2 separate regions of the Athene noctua genome follow, and region 2 is linked to region 1. A link is a contact called in public Hi-C data. All regions are on one chromosome and are shown on one strand. Each heading gives the region's core, a stretch centred on a gene start, on an enhancer-like site or on the middle of the called end of the contact. The rest is flanking DNA. Distances are from core to core; before and after follow the strand shown. Region 1 holds the start of CIMIP5 (ciliary microtubule inner protein 5). Region 2 holds the start of PDIA6 (protein disulfide isomerase family A member 6).

The links. Hi-C and Micro-C count contacts between places; a contact is called where the count stands out from the background.
Region 2: a Hi-C map of liver shows a contact between it and region 1, with 5 times the contacts expected there. The contact joins the promoter of PDIA6 here to the promoter of CIMIP5 in region 1. A contact is called at or near these places in 2 of 2 Hi-C or Micro-C datasets (heart and liver).

Annotation. Positions count from the first base shown.
Region 1 is chr1:17,331,449-17,337,653 of bAthNoc1.hap1.1, forward strand. It overlaps CIMIP5 (ciliary microtubule inner protein 5), which reads right to left and starts at 2,472. Exons shown (of 3, transcript XM_074922109.1): 1 at 2,210-2,472. The coding sequence starts at 2,466.
Region 2 is chr1:17,612,862-17,619,066 of bAthNoc1.hap1.1, forward strand. It overlaps PDIA6 (protein disulfide isomerase family A member 6), which reads left to right and starts at 3,089. Exons shown (of 13, transcript XM_074895637.1): 1 at 3,089-3,161; 2 at 5,954-6,095. The coding sequence starts at 3,128.

The DNA.
Region 1 (6,205 bases), core at 1,222-3,721:
TCTTACACCTGCAAACTCCTTGTCCTGAAATCTGTCTTTTCTGTGATGACGCCCAAGATTTTCTTTATTCCCATATAGAGCCTATACTACATGAGGAGTAGTGGGGTATTTTTGCTAAAGGAGGATGAGGATAGCATGTCCACAGTGTATTCCTTGTGCAAATGCAGATAAATTAGCAAAATCCTGAGTCACTCTAGCAAACTTTTGTCCCATACCTTGAGTGCAACACTGCTTCTTATTTTTTAAATGACTGATACTCTGCTAGCAGAAGTCCCTGGTAGGAATACTCAGAGCTGTAGTTGCTGCAGGCAAACACCTATGGGAGTATTTTGTGCAGGTAGGCAGCTGTCCTAGGAGCAAACTGAGTTAGAAGACCTGAGTTTTGCTCTTCAGCTCTGTTCTGTACCTGGTATGGGACTACAGGGCAAGTCCTTTGATTTTCTGTCCTTTGTTTTCTCTGGACTGAAATGGAGAAAACAAAAGTTGACCTGCTATTGTAAAAGTACTGTGAGGTCAAGAGAGGAAACATTTATCTACAACTGTATTTGCAGTGGGGCTCAAGGGACACCTGGGTAGACTCTGAGCTGGTTACCTGTGTCTGTAGAGTGCTGCCTCTAACCTCATCGATCTAGTGCTGAAGTTGTACATCCTTCCAAGTTGAGCTCATCAGTACAGCACAGCCATGTACCACATGGAGTTAGGAGCACTGGATTTCTGTGCTGCTTTCCTCCAATAAGTGCAAATATGCCCCAAGTTCAAATAAAAGCTAATTTATGATTGTTGTGTTTATCACTAGTTGTCTTAGTGTACCAACACAGCATAGAGGTCTTAAAATTTTTTATCTTGCTATGCCAACCACTATTTGAACATACCAGATTTGAGTGTTACTGGATGGTGCTAATTACCGAGAAATGCTTGGGTCTCAGACATTTACCTACATCCACTTCAGGTCAGAGCACCAACATGTAGCAGCCTTTCCCCATCATTGTGTTTGGATGGGAATGTGGAGTTGAAGGACAGTTCTCTGCAAGCTGTACAGATGTAATCTGATGAATCCATCTTTAGGCATCTGTCCTTCACATGTCTGTCTCACCCTTTTACAAGAGTTTCTGTCTTTGTAGCTAAGACTAGAGAGCAGGACATGCATCAGTTGTGTGATGTGTTATCTTACTTTCCCATGAAGGTGAGTTTGCACCAATATCCATGACTGTGAACCCCAGGAGGCAGGCAGAGACACAGAGTCCCTCCTGCTGCTTTAAGAAGAGAATGGGTATGGAACATACTGGGCCTGTTTGAGAAGAGTCTGAGTCCACAACTGGGAGAGAGTAACATTGCCACCATGGCCCTGGCTTTGCATGAGTCAGAGTCCTGGCGTCAGCCTTTCCTTCAGGTAAAAGGAGCCAGACAAGACTGCAGATGTGTCTCTGGGGAAATCAGAGCTATGATTTGTATGTCCTCCAGAGGGATAAGGAGGACAGGGCTTTTCAGATGTTTTTTTCTCCCATTCTAAAAAATCCTGGGAGTGATGTTCTCCCTTTCCTTTAGCTTAGCTAGTACACAGTTGGAACTGGATCTGATTTTACTTTTACCAAGTGTCTTCTAATAGGCATGCTCATGCTGTGTACTGAAGTATGAATATAAACACTTCTTCAAGATATGTGACAGAAACAGAGAGGATCTTAATGTCAGGTTCCTTCAGGTCACTGGTGCATACACAGTCAAAACTTAGGTTTTATATATGCAGTTCAGGCTGCTGAAACATTCTAACAATGGGGCATGTTCAGCAGATTTACAGATCGGGAATACAAAACCATATTTTGGCAGAACACTCTGTTCAGCTTCCATTTCAGTCATTTCCAAGAGTCGGAGAAGAGGTGATAGTATCAGTGTGTCTGCAATAAATTATAAAGGTTGGCACATTTATATCTGAGTTGTAGAAGTCTCTATAAAGCTAAAAGATACTTAGCATGCAGTTCTTTGCATCTCTTTTCAGCATTCCAGGAGATATTAACATAGATTTTGTCCAGTGAAGGAAAACAGAGATAATATAATCTCAGAAAGAAAAGTGTTAACTTCTGATGCAAAGTCCCCACCAAAGAAGATTTCTTTTGATAGTGTAGGCTTTGGGTCAAGCCCTAAGACTTTCAGGGAGCATCAGTACTATTGTCAAGATGAGGAGAAGAGGAATGAACTGCAGCAAGTGACTTACCAGATTTTCCTTCCCCTCTGTTCAGCCTCCACAGACTCTCTCCAGATCTTATCCTGTTGTACCTGGTCCTGCTGCAGTGCTGCCTGCTCATCTGCCCAGGCCTGAGTAGCCAGTTGTGCAAAGACAGATCTCGGTCTGGTGCTGCCAAGAGACACAGATGTAGCTGAGGCTGGTTGCCCCAGAGGTGTGGTTGCTGGTTGCCAAGACCTAACCAAGGTATTTCTCCTGAATCCAGAACTCTTTCGCAACTTGTCCATTTTGAGAGTTACTGTATCCCCAGTATTGTTAGTTATATCGTGACTGTTAGGAAAGTTAAACCTGCTGTTGTTTGCACTTTCAAAGTTCCTTCTCTCCTAATGTATTTTTTTAGCTGCTGATTTGGAGTGCTTTGAGAAAACAGACATGCAGGGCAGCACTGACAGGCAGTGCTCAGCACTCGTTTACTTCCCTCTTATTTAACACTCATTTCCTACTGCTTTATGTTGCTTCCTTGCTTGAACGCTGAGGGAGTTTTCATGGTAACAGCAATTTTGTAAGAAATGACTGTTACTGAAGACCATTGAATCTCCAGCTGTAACCAGCAAACTCTCAGTTTATGAGGCGATTACTGCTGCTTGCAGCTGAGACCACCTTCTATTCAAAATCCTCAGAACAATAAAGTCTGGTTTAGTAGCAAAGGGTGCTGTGGAGATTGCTGCTGAATATATCAGCAGGACTTTTGTTGTGGTTATGTAGCAGAAGCAAAATCTGAGAGCTGCTGGTTTCCCTGGTGTGTTTACTGTCTCCATTGGAAACGAGTCTGACTTGTGAATATTCACCAGGAAGGGAGCAGAGACCCAATGGGACAACTGCTGGGGCCTTGAACTCTATTTGGGGCAGAGCTTGTTTGTTTAAAATAAGGTATTTCAACGAATTTGTGCTTCAAAAGATCCTTACTTTCAGATTTAAAAAAAAAAAAAAAAAAGCATCCAGAGATCATCAAAAGTCTGCAGAAGTTATTAAGCAACTATAAGAAGTAGTTTTTAAGTAACTTTAAAGGTTTATTAGTGTACAAAGTGAGAATTTTCAAAACAGTGTCCAGAATGTCAGTGTTTGTCTTTACAGTCAGCCTATTGGGTTTTTGTGGTATGAAGTCACTTCCTCAAGTATTTGTGACCTTGCAGGAAAACAAGAGTATAAGTATAAATTTCCTCTGAAATTCTTGACTGACTTGTTTTTGAATAGTGTGGATTAGCTCCAGATGAATTCTAGCCTCTTGCTTCATCTTCCTGGTAAATGCTAATGAACTCTGAATCTACTTTTTTTAGAGGGTTTTTGGCAAATTTCCTTGCTTGCAGTATTGGGAAATACATACTGAATTTGGCAAATAATTTCTTTTAAAATAGTTGCAACTATACAACAACCCAAACACTTCATGTAGCATATTTGAGCAAGAAATATTTCTATATTTGGAACAATTATTCTGACTTTGAAGATTGCAGTAGTGTAACTAAAGTAGAGATAAACTCCACCTCAAATCACAGTGTTTGCTTTGGGCATGAAATTTTAGTAGACTTTTTGTTTGTTTGCTTGTATTCTGAGATAATTGAAACCTAAATAGTGTTTTTAATTTCTTTCAGCCAAAAAGCAAAAGAAGTCATGTATCCACAAAGCATTATCATGAACTAAAGAAATGAGGTTTGCCAACCTGATCCGATAGCTGACTCTGTTGTGGAATCTGCTTATCCTGCTGCATTTGTTCCAGGGTCCTCTCCAAGTTGGAGTGTGTGCAGCTGGTTAGAGAATGAGGTTTTAGCAGCATCTAACTCCTTTAAAAGGAAGCTGAGGCATGTTTGGAAGACCCAATGCATTAATCAGTGTGCATGGGATTTTAGCTCCTGATCAGGTCAGGAAAGGATCCTGATGGAAAGTCTGTTTCTGTTAATAGAATGCTTTTTAATTCTTGTTTACAAAGTTCTGGTGTTATTTTGATTCTAATCCTGCCTTCAAGTCAATTTCTGCAAATTAAACATAATAATGAATGGTTATTGAGCTGAGTACATAGCTTCCAAATGACTACTTGTAGCCACTGAATAAACTGGATCGAAAGAGTACAAGTAGGTGTTTAAAGTCTGTGCCATTGAGTGGTTTCTGCAAAGATGCAGGAGTAGTAACTACCCTAGGTTTTGTGCAGGTGTAGGGCTACGAAGTGCCTCTCAGAACATCTTACTGAAAGTGAACTCACAGATCAAAGCCAGATCTGTTGGTCTGAGATGCCACAATCTCAGAAAAGAAGGAAGTCTTTAGGCTTTAAACAAAAGTAACCTGTGAGTCTACATGCGGATATTGGACATTTCAGAGTGTTCAAGCCATTTCTCTGGAAATAAGAGATGGGAATGGGATCATGGCTGTTTAAATAAGTTGGGTTTTAAAAAATATTATAATAATATGACTTTAAAATATAGCTGCTGTTCCAAAACCAAATCACTAAGAGCGGATATTTTGAAAATTATCCCCTTTTCTGTTGGGACCAGAAATCATTGAGTTAGTGCTTATGCACCATTAAAGCACATCAGGGTGAGTGCAAGGGTGAAATTTCTGGGTGTTACTTTAGATTCCTTACTGGTTATCCTAGTAGCCCATTTAGGCCATTTACTAGATTAACAGCTCAGCAGTACTGCTGCAGATGCTGAACTGTTTCCCCTCATATTACCATCTGCCAGTTTAGCATTTCTTGGGGCATTTAAGGAGGGAACTCGTTTGTATTGGTACGACTGATTTACTATGTACTTCTTTTCATTCTGTGGTAGAATAGGTTGATGTTTATTGCGGCTTCATGCCTTATGTGTCTATGTAAATTGATTATAGCACCTTTATTTTTTCTGGTTGGGGACATGAAACTTGAAAAAAGTCACTGTAGGAGCTGGTGCCTTGAGTTTGGTTTGAGATTAATTTATTTGACAAGCAGTGTTGTGCCCATCATTCTGAGAAAGAACTTGACCGAGGTTAGTCTTTTGTTGTTGCCAGACAAGTGATGATACGCGCTACAAATTCATCTGTGAAAAATATGTGAGTTATTTCCCCCTGTGAAAGGAAAAGATGTCTAGAGAGACTTTTTATGGAGGAGAAAGTTCAGGTGTTCAGACAGAATATTTTCATTTCACCACAAGAGGGTATTGCAGTATCAGTTATGCAAGACTTCAGCTAATGTTTGCCTTTATATGCACTGCCTTATTTTTAAAGACACATTTCTCAAAAATGATCATTTATATCAGACAGTAGCTAAGAAAATCAGATTTTGTATGTCAGTATTTGATGTCCTTGTCCAGAGGCAATTTCTGAGTTGTTTTTGTTTTTCACAGTAACAAGTTTCCTGAAGCTCAAAAAGTTCTTATAGATTTCACTGGAAGACAAGGACTTCAGAGGCTTATTCTGAAACACTGAAAAACTTAACGGAAATTGCTTAGTTAAATGCAAGAATACATCAGTTACAGCAGGGAAATAATAACAGGAGATGAATGTGTTGCTGCTTTGGTTGGAAGTGCATGCTGGTCCTGGATGGTCACTGTCAGAGTCAGTGAGACTCTGATCTGATTTACCCATATGGTCCTACTTGCAGGAATAAGGTCTGAAATCTTGTTTAGCTCATCTGTGTTTCCCAGATTTCTCCTTTACATCCAATGTTGGGTTTTACTTTTTTCATAAGTCAGTACTGTGTTGGGATACTTCCCTACATAAGTTATGTTTTCCAGACTAAGGACTGCATTGCCAAACATTAGTGCCATGTTTTGTACAGTTAGACCATGGAAGAGGGAGCTAGGAGGATTTCTGGATTCTCCCACTCATAGATCTGCTGCTGAATTTAGGAGAAAATGCATGGTATGCCTGCCTGGCTCTCAGCAAGCCCACCTGTAAAAGAAGGATCACAGTCGTATCACATTAACTGTGAAGAACAAATTTCCAAGGGGTGTGATAGTGATTTGATGGGCAGCAAAGCGATTTTCATATAAGAAAGTC
Region 2 (6,205 bases), core at 1,839-4,338, 280 kb after region 1:
TAGAAGAGGAAGGTAGCTGATTCCAGCTGTGGTGGGGATAAGGCTAAAACCATCATATCTGGTTTAAGATAACACTGAATTCACTCCTTGTGACAGCCTCATCCTGATCAAGGTAAATAGGCTCTGAAGCTGACAATGTCTGTTGCATCTCTGAACAGCAGATGCTGGAGCCTGGAATATTTGTAGGGCTACACCTGCCAGTTAGTGAAGGCCCCTCAAAATTTCTGCTGCCTCCAAGTCTTCCCCTCCTTCTTCAAACATGGTCAGTTCTGGTCATGTGTATGAAATGAGCACAGCAAAAGGCCTTTTTACAGCTTCCAAACTTTCACCTCAGTCTCATCCTAAACAGATAATAAGACACATTAAGCAGAGAGCTTGTCTTAAACTCCATCCACTGTTCCTTCTGAGGCCTTGCAGCAGCTGGGTCCCCTCTGCTAGCATCAAAGCCAGTTGTACAGGCAGCAATCCTTATCCCTACCACTTTTTACTAGCTCTAAGGCTTCCCCTGTTTTTTCTGTCTCCAGAAAAAGCTTCTGTCCACTGCCTTCTGGTAATTACAAGCCACTAAGATTAAATGCATGTTAATAACACAAATGAGAAATGCTCCTTCAGGTGAAGCTTGCTTCAGTGTGAACAGCATTCCAGGAACACTCAACTATGTCTCAGTTTTGGTGTCAGAAAGTACCCAGAACTTGTAAAGCCAGAATCTCTGTTCGTCATACTCCTCCTACTCATCTGCCAGGGCAGGAACCAGGCATGATCCCTGCAATACAAGAATATTCCTCGCATTTATAACATTAATCCTCTTGCTGCCTGTTCTGTACAAGTGTTCTTCAAACACTGTATTTCCTTTCTCTGGTAACTGATTTCAGGTTTTGTATCAGACAGCTCCCCTGCACACATCCATGAGGTCCCACAGACTCCTACACGGAATGATGTATGCTGTATCAGTGTGCAGACCATGGAAATCTGCAAAGTCCCTTCTAATCCTGCCCCTGCAATTACCTATGCATTTTTAAATATAGACTCAATAACTTGCCTCGTTGACCTCTGCAGACAAAGTATCTTTCCATTATTTCCCTTTTTATGTAGCCATGAGTCACATGAGATTTTTTGCCAGTAATGTCACAGAAGTTCATGCCGCAACAGACAAACAGCATCTAAATCTCTTTCAGAGGCTCCATTCAAGTACTGTCTTCACTGAGGTAGTAAAGCCCCATGCAAACTCATTCAAACCCAAAATGCATTTTGTCTGAAGGCAGCTCATTTATCAAATACCCTGTAGCGCTGCCCTGTTTTCATCATTATTTATCACTCTACTAATATTTGTCTTGGTGCAGGTTTTATCAGCATTATCTTATGTGTATTTCCAGAACACACATAAAAATGTTGAATTACTCCTGATGTAGAATTGCTTCCTGTAGAAAGTCACTAGGAAGTCAGTAAACATATGTATTAAAAGCTTCTTACTGGTCAATAAGTACTTTAACACATGCTTCTTGGTGCAATAGAAACGTTAAACACTGCCATTCCACACACTACCTCTATGCAGTTCCTTCTATTAGCCACTCCTCCCCCTCATCAATTTACATGCCATAAAACTATCTTTATTTCTGGTTTTGAGGATTTTCCCTGGAGCTAATGTCATACTAACCACTCAGTAGTGCCCCAAGGTGTCATATTTACTGTATGTATAATACTGATGGAACATAAAAGCAATTTAAGAGAAATACTCCATCCCTTAGGAAGAATGGTCTGCAAAGTAACTCCAGTTTGCTTTAGGAGTCAGTAAAATAAGAGGTGAGGTATGTTTTATCTTAATATCTAGGAATGACAACAAAATTTGAACCTGCCTGCTCAGCAGGCTGCATTTTAATGGAAGGAAATGCCAAGATGTCAGCATTTTGTAGCCATTCTGATCAAAACTTTTATTTCATGCATTCCTGGTCCTCCATTTCTAAAACAAATTGAGGGTCAAAATGGCTGCTTGTTCTCACTACCATGTTAACCATTTCATACTCGTTTTAAAAAGCAGGACAATTAATACTTGACAAGTGCTACTTGTGAGCGTGAAGAGTGTGTGAATGGGGGCAAAATTTATACCATTTCAAATCCAACTGCTGAAAAATTCTATTTCAATGGTACATTAAGTCCAGCTACTACTAGAAAATAGTAGTACACTGAGTACTAACAGTACATGAAAAAATTCACAGCTCAATTATGGAATCTTAGCTCTGCAAAAGCCTTTGTCTGGATATATGCCCAACAACAACACAGCCCCAAGCTCTTAATACTCTCCTGCAATGAGCGATTATTACAAGGGGGGGGGGGGGGGGGGGGAGGGGAGAAAACGACCAGCTTTTTGAACTGGGATGCTGATTTTTCATACAAAATTGCCTACATAATATGCGTTGTGATGCTGGACTCAAATTTTCCAAGTCTCTGTTAGATCTAAGTAGGTTTTCCATGTCTTAACAGCACTTGTATCAGCACGCACCAGCCCTCTCCTCCTCCTCCTTTCACGTCCCTGGCCTACAGCAGATGCAGCTGGGCTAATTTCTACATTTACATGCAACCTTGTGATTTGCAAATAGTTTTTTTTTCAGATCTAGATGCCTGCATCGCTTTTTCACAGTGACACCCTTTAGACCATTAAGGCCTTGAGACTTCTGTTTCGCGCTTCCAGGCTGTACAAAAGCACCCAGGCACCAATCCACAGAGAACACTGGCCTCCTTCCTTCCCCTTCAAGGCCCAGACACACACCCGCCCCCCAGCACTGCGAGGCGGGGGGGTGCCTGAGGGCACTCCGGCTGTGGGAAGCTGCTAGAGGCAAAGGGAGAGAGCGCTCTTTCCCCGGGTCAGCCCGCTGACGGCGCCCACCACGCACCAGGCCTCCGCCGCCCTCCTGCCCTGGGCAGCTCCCGGCCCGGCCCGGCCCGCCCTAGCGCCGCTTCCGCCCGCCCGCGCCCCACCGCCAACCTGACGCGGCCGCGCCCCATTGGCTGCCGCAGTGCGCGAGCGCCGGCACGGCCAATGGGCGGCGGCCACGACGGGGAACGCGCGGCGCGGGGGCGGGGGTGGGGCGGACGGGCTCTAGTAGCGGCGGCGGAGGGAGCAGGGGCAGCCATGGGGGCGCGTGCGGCGGGCAGCCTCTGGTGGGGTAGGAGCCGCGGGCTGGGGGCGGCGCGGCTGCGGAGGGGCGCGGGGGCGGCCCGAGGGGCGGCGGGCCGGCCGCGGCTTCGCTCTTCCCGGGCTCCGCCGGGAGTGCGGGCCGGTGGCGGCGGGAGGGCGCCGGGGACGGGATCGGAGCCGCCGTGCGCCCGTCTGCTGCTCGGGGAGGGGCGAGGGCTCTAGGCCGTGCGGGCCTCGCTCCGGGGTGGCCGGCGGCGGGGCGGGTCACTTGTGGAGCGGGGGCAGCGCCCGCAGTCGTGTCTTGGCCGTTGCTGGTCCGAGCCACTGTGCCGGCTGGGGGCCGCGGGGCGCACCGCCCGCGGTTGCTCTGTGAGTTACCGGAGGGCAGGTAGGTGGCCTAAAGATCCCGGCAACAACAACAGGAAACGGTGCTTATCTGTCGCCCTAATTTAAAAAAAAAAAAAAAGTTTTGATTTCCAGTAAAGGGTGGTTTACTTGCCTGGCTGTCCTGACCTGGAATCTAGTGCTGTAAGGGCAGTAAGAAAGTAATGGCTGAAGACAAAAGGAGGTGTCCGTGGGGAACTATACTTCCTCTTCCCCTCCTCCTCCTGCTGCTGGGTCTTCTGTGCTGAATAAATCGGTAAACCTGTTAAGTAGTCCCGCTCGGACCCTGTTATAGAAATACTGAAGGTGCAGCTAACACTGCACGGGGTTGAAAGGGGAAGGCTTATGTACAGGGATGTGTGAGCTTCAGCACACAGAGCTCTGCTGCAGGAGGGGTGGGTATTTTAAGGAGAAGGTTCACAGAATCATTATCATCGTGTAGCAAAAGCTTTTTTTCACGGATCCTGAGAGTTACAACTTAGCTTTTCGGTGGTGACTAGTACTACCAGCATGGAGCTGCCTTAGTTGGTTTAACAATGCTCCTGTCTATGTAATTTGGTTGCATTAGAAAACAACTTTTGAAATCAGATTATCTGAGATTATTTTTTTTTTGCCTTAATATGAGGGACAGATATAAATTTTCCTGGCTTAGATGTTTGTAGGAAAATGGCTTTTTTGTTTGCTAAAGATGAATGAAACCTTGAATATTTCACTACAGGAAGGAAAATTATGCCACCAGTTCATGAGTTCGAGTTTTTAAAAATGCAGTAATATGTGACTAGGTGAATTTCATCATGTGCTTTCTTTCATGAGTTCTCTATAGCAGGTGATTTTGTATAAACTAGAACGGCTGAGTGAACACTGTTCAGCTTGTGAATGTAATCTGCCAGAGATCTCTTCAAGTGATGCCAAAATAGGCTGATTGCAATTTAGTGGTCTCACTGCATGTAGAGAAGAATATCTCTCTTGAGAGTGCCTGTAACATTCAAATAGCTTTTTCCATCCTTATTTTCTTGCTCTACCCCAGTGGCAGCTGCTGCTGTAGGTCACCGTAACATGCTGCGGCAGCCACAGATTGCCTTGGAAGTCGGTTCTCCAGTCCTGATGAAGTGCTGTTTGTGTGTGGGCTTTCTGAAGGAAGAGAGCCAATGTAATATGTAAATCTGTTGGTAGAAACCAACTAGGATCACCCCAGAAGAAAAGGGTTGGATCCTAAGGCTAGAAGAAGCTGTTAAGAGGGGGAGTGGTGCAGTGGATGGGGTGCTGGGTTGCAGTGTGGCAGTCCAGTCCTGATCTCTGGTTGAGTAACCTGGAAGATGTTAGTTCTGTCAGATTTTCTCACCTGCAGAATTGGTGTAATGAAACTGGCTTTTCTTGAGCAGAATTGATATGCGTAGGTGATGCTGTGCAGTGTGTACCATGTGCTGTAGAGTTTCTGCATCACTGAACTGTATCTTTCTTGTGCTTGGTCTTGAGAGGGAACATGTGGTTTCCTATGCAAGTTATTAACCCCTTGCAGCAAAGGTAACTATTTTTTGCCCAGTTCTGACTTCAGTGTCTGAGCTCTTACTCCCCCCAGTCTTTGGTGGATTAAGAAAAGTTTTTTGCTATGTGGGTTTTGCTGCAGAGATGCTTGTCATCTTTGAATCTCTCTGACTAGGTAGAAGGAAGGATTACGAGGTTTTATGTGCAGAGGCTCAAGCACTAAGATCCATAAGTAACCAGAAGTATGAAGTCCTTAAGAGAACGCAATTTCCTTCTACCTTTTAATGATTTTCTTATTTTAGCCTTCTAAGGGTGCTTGAGTTGTTAACCAGAGAGATTTAGCTTTTGTCTTCCAGTCTGTTGCTAGAGAGATAAATCAATGATAGACGAAGATCCTCATGAGCAAAAACGAAGGAGCTTCTTACACTATCAGTCCATCAAGTGGTGGTCCTAAAATCAGTGTAACTGTACTAAGACTAGTTGGGACAGTCCTGCATTATGTGATCCTGTGAAAGATGTGTTTGAGTGCCTGCTGTGCAAGAGGCGTGGGCATTTACCCTAGGAGTTTGTACGAGAAAGAGCTGAAAAAAACCTAGCTGATCATGGGGATCCCTGTGGAAGTTCTGGTCTGGTGCCAGTAATAGTTAGGGTAGTAGCTTTGACAGAATGCTCTCTGGGGAGCCACAGGAGGAGTGGCATAACTCCAGCTCACTTTAGGCACAGAAAATAAAGATTTTGTGGAATCATGATTTAAGTGAGGAGGGAAAGCATATATCTCACCTTAATTTCCTTTTATTTTTTTCCTGGTCAAACTGGAATCCCTTCCCCCCCTCCCCTTTTTTTTTTTTCCCCCCTGCTAACTTGCAGGGAATGGAGAGATGATTTAGCCATGGCAACAGGAGAATCGTAAATGTTCTGCAGGAATGCTGATTGCTTTGCTTTTTGTTGTAGGCACAGTGAGCTGCACGTTATTCCTGGCAGTTAACGGTTTATATTCAGCCAGTGATGACGTGATAGAGCTAACACCAACTAACTTCAACAAGGAAGTCATTCAGAGTGAGAGCCTGTGGCTCGTGGAGTTCTACGCCCCATGGTAAGAATTACAGCTGTGTATGTACTTGCTTGCTCTTATCATGGAGGAGCAGCCTAGGAATCTGCTGCTGATCAGTCCATGGTTTCATTTGGTTGTTGGCAGTACAGTTA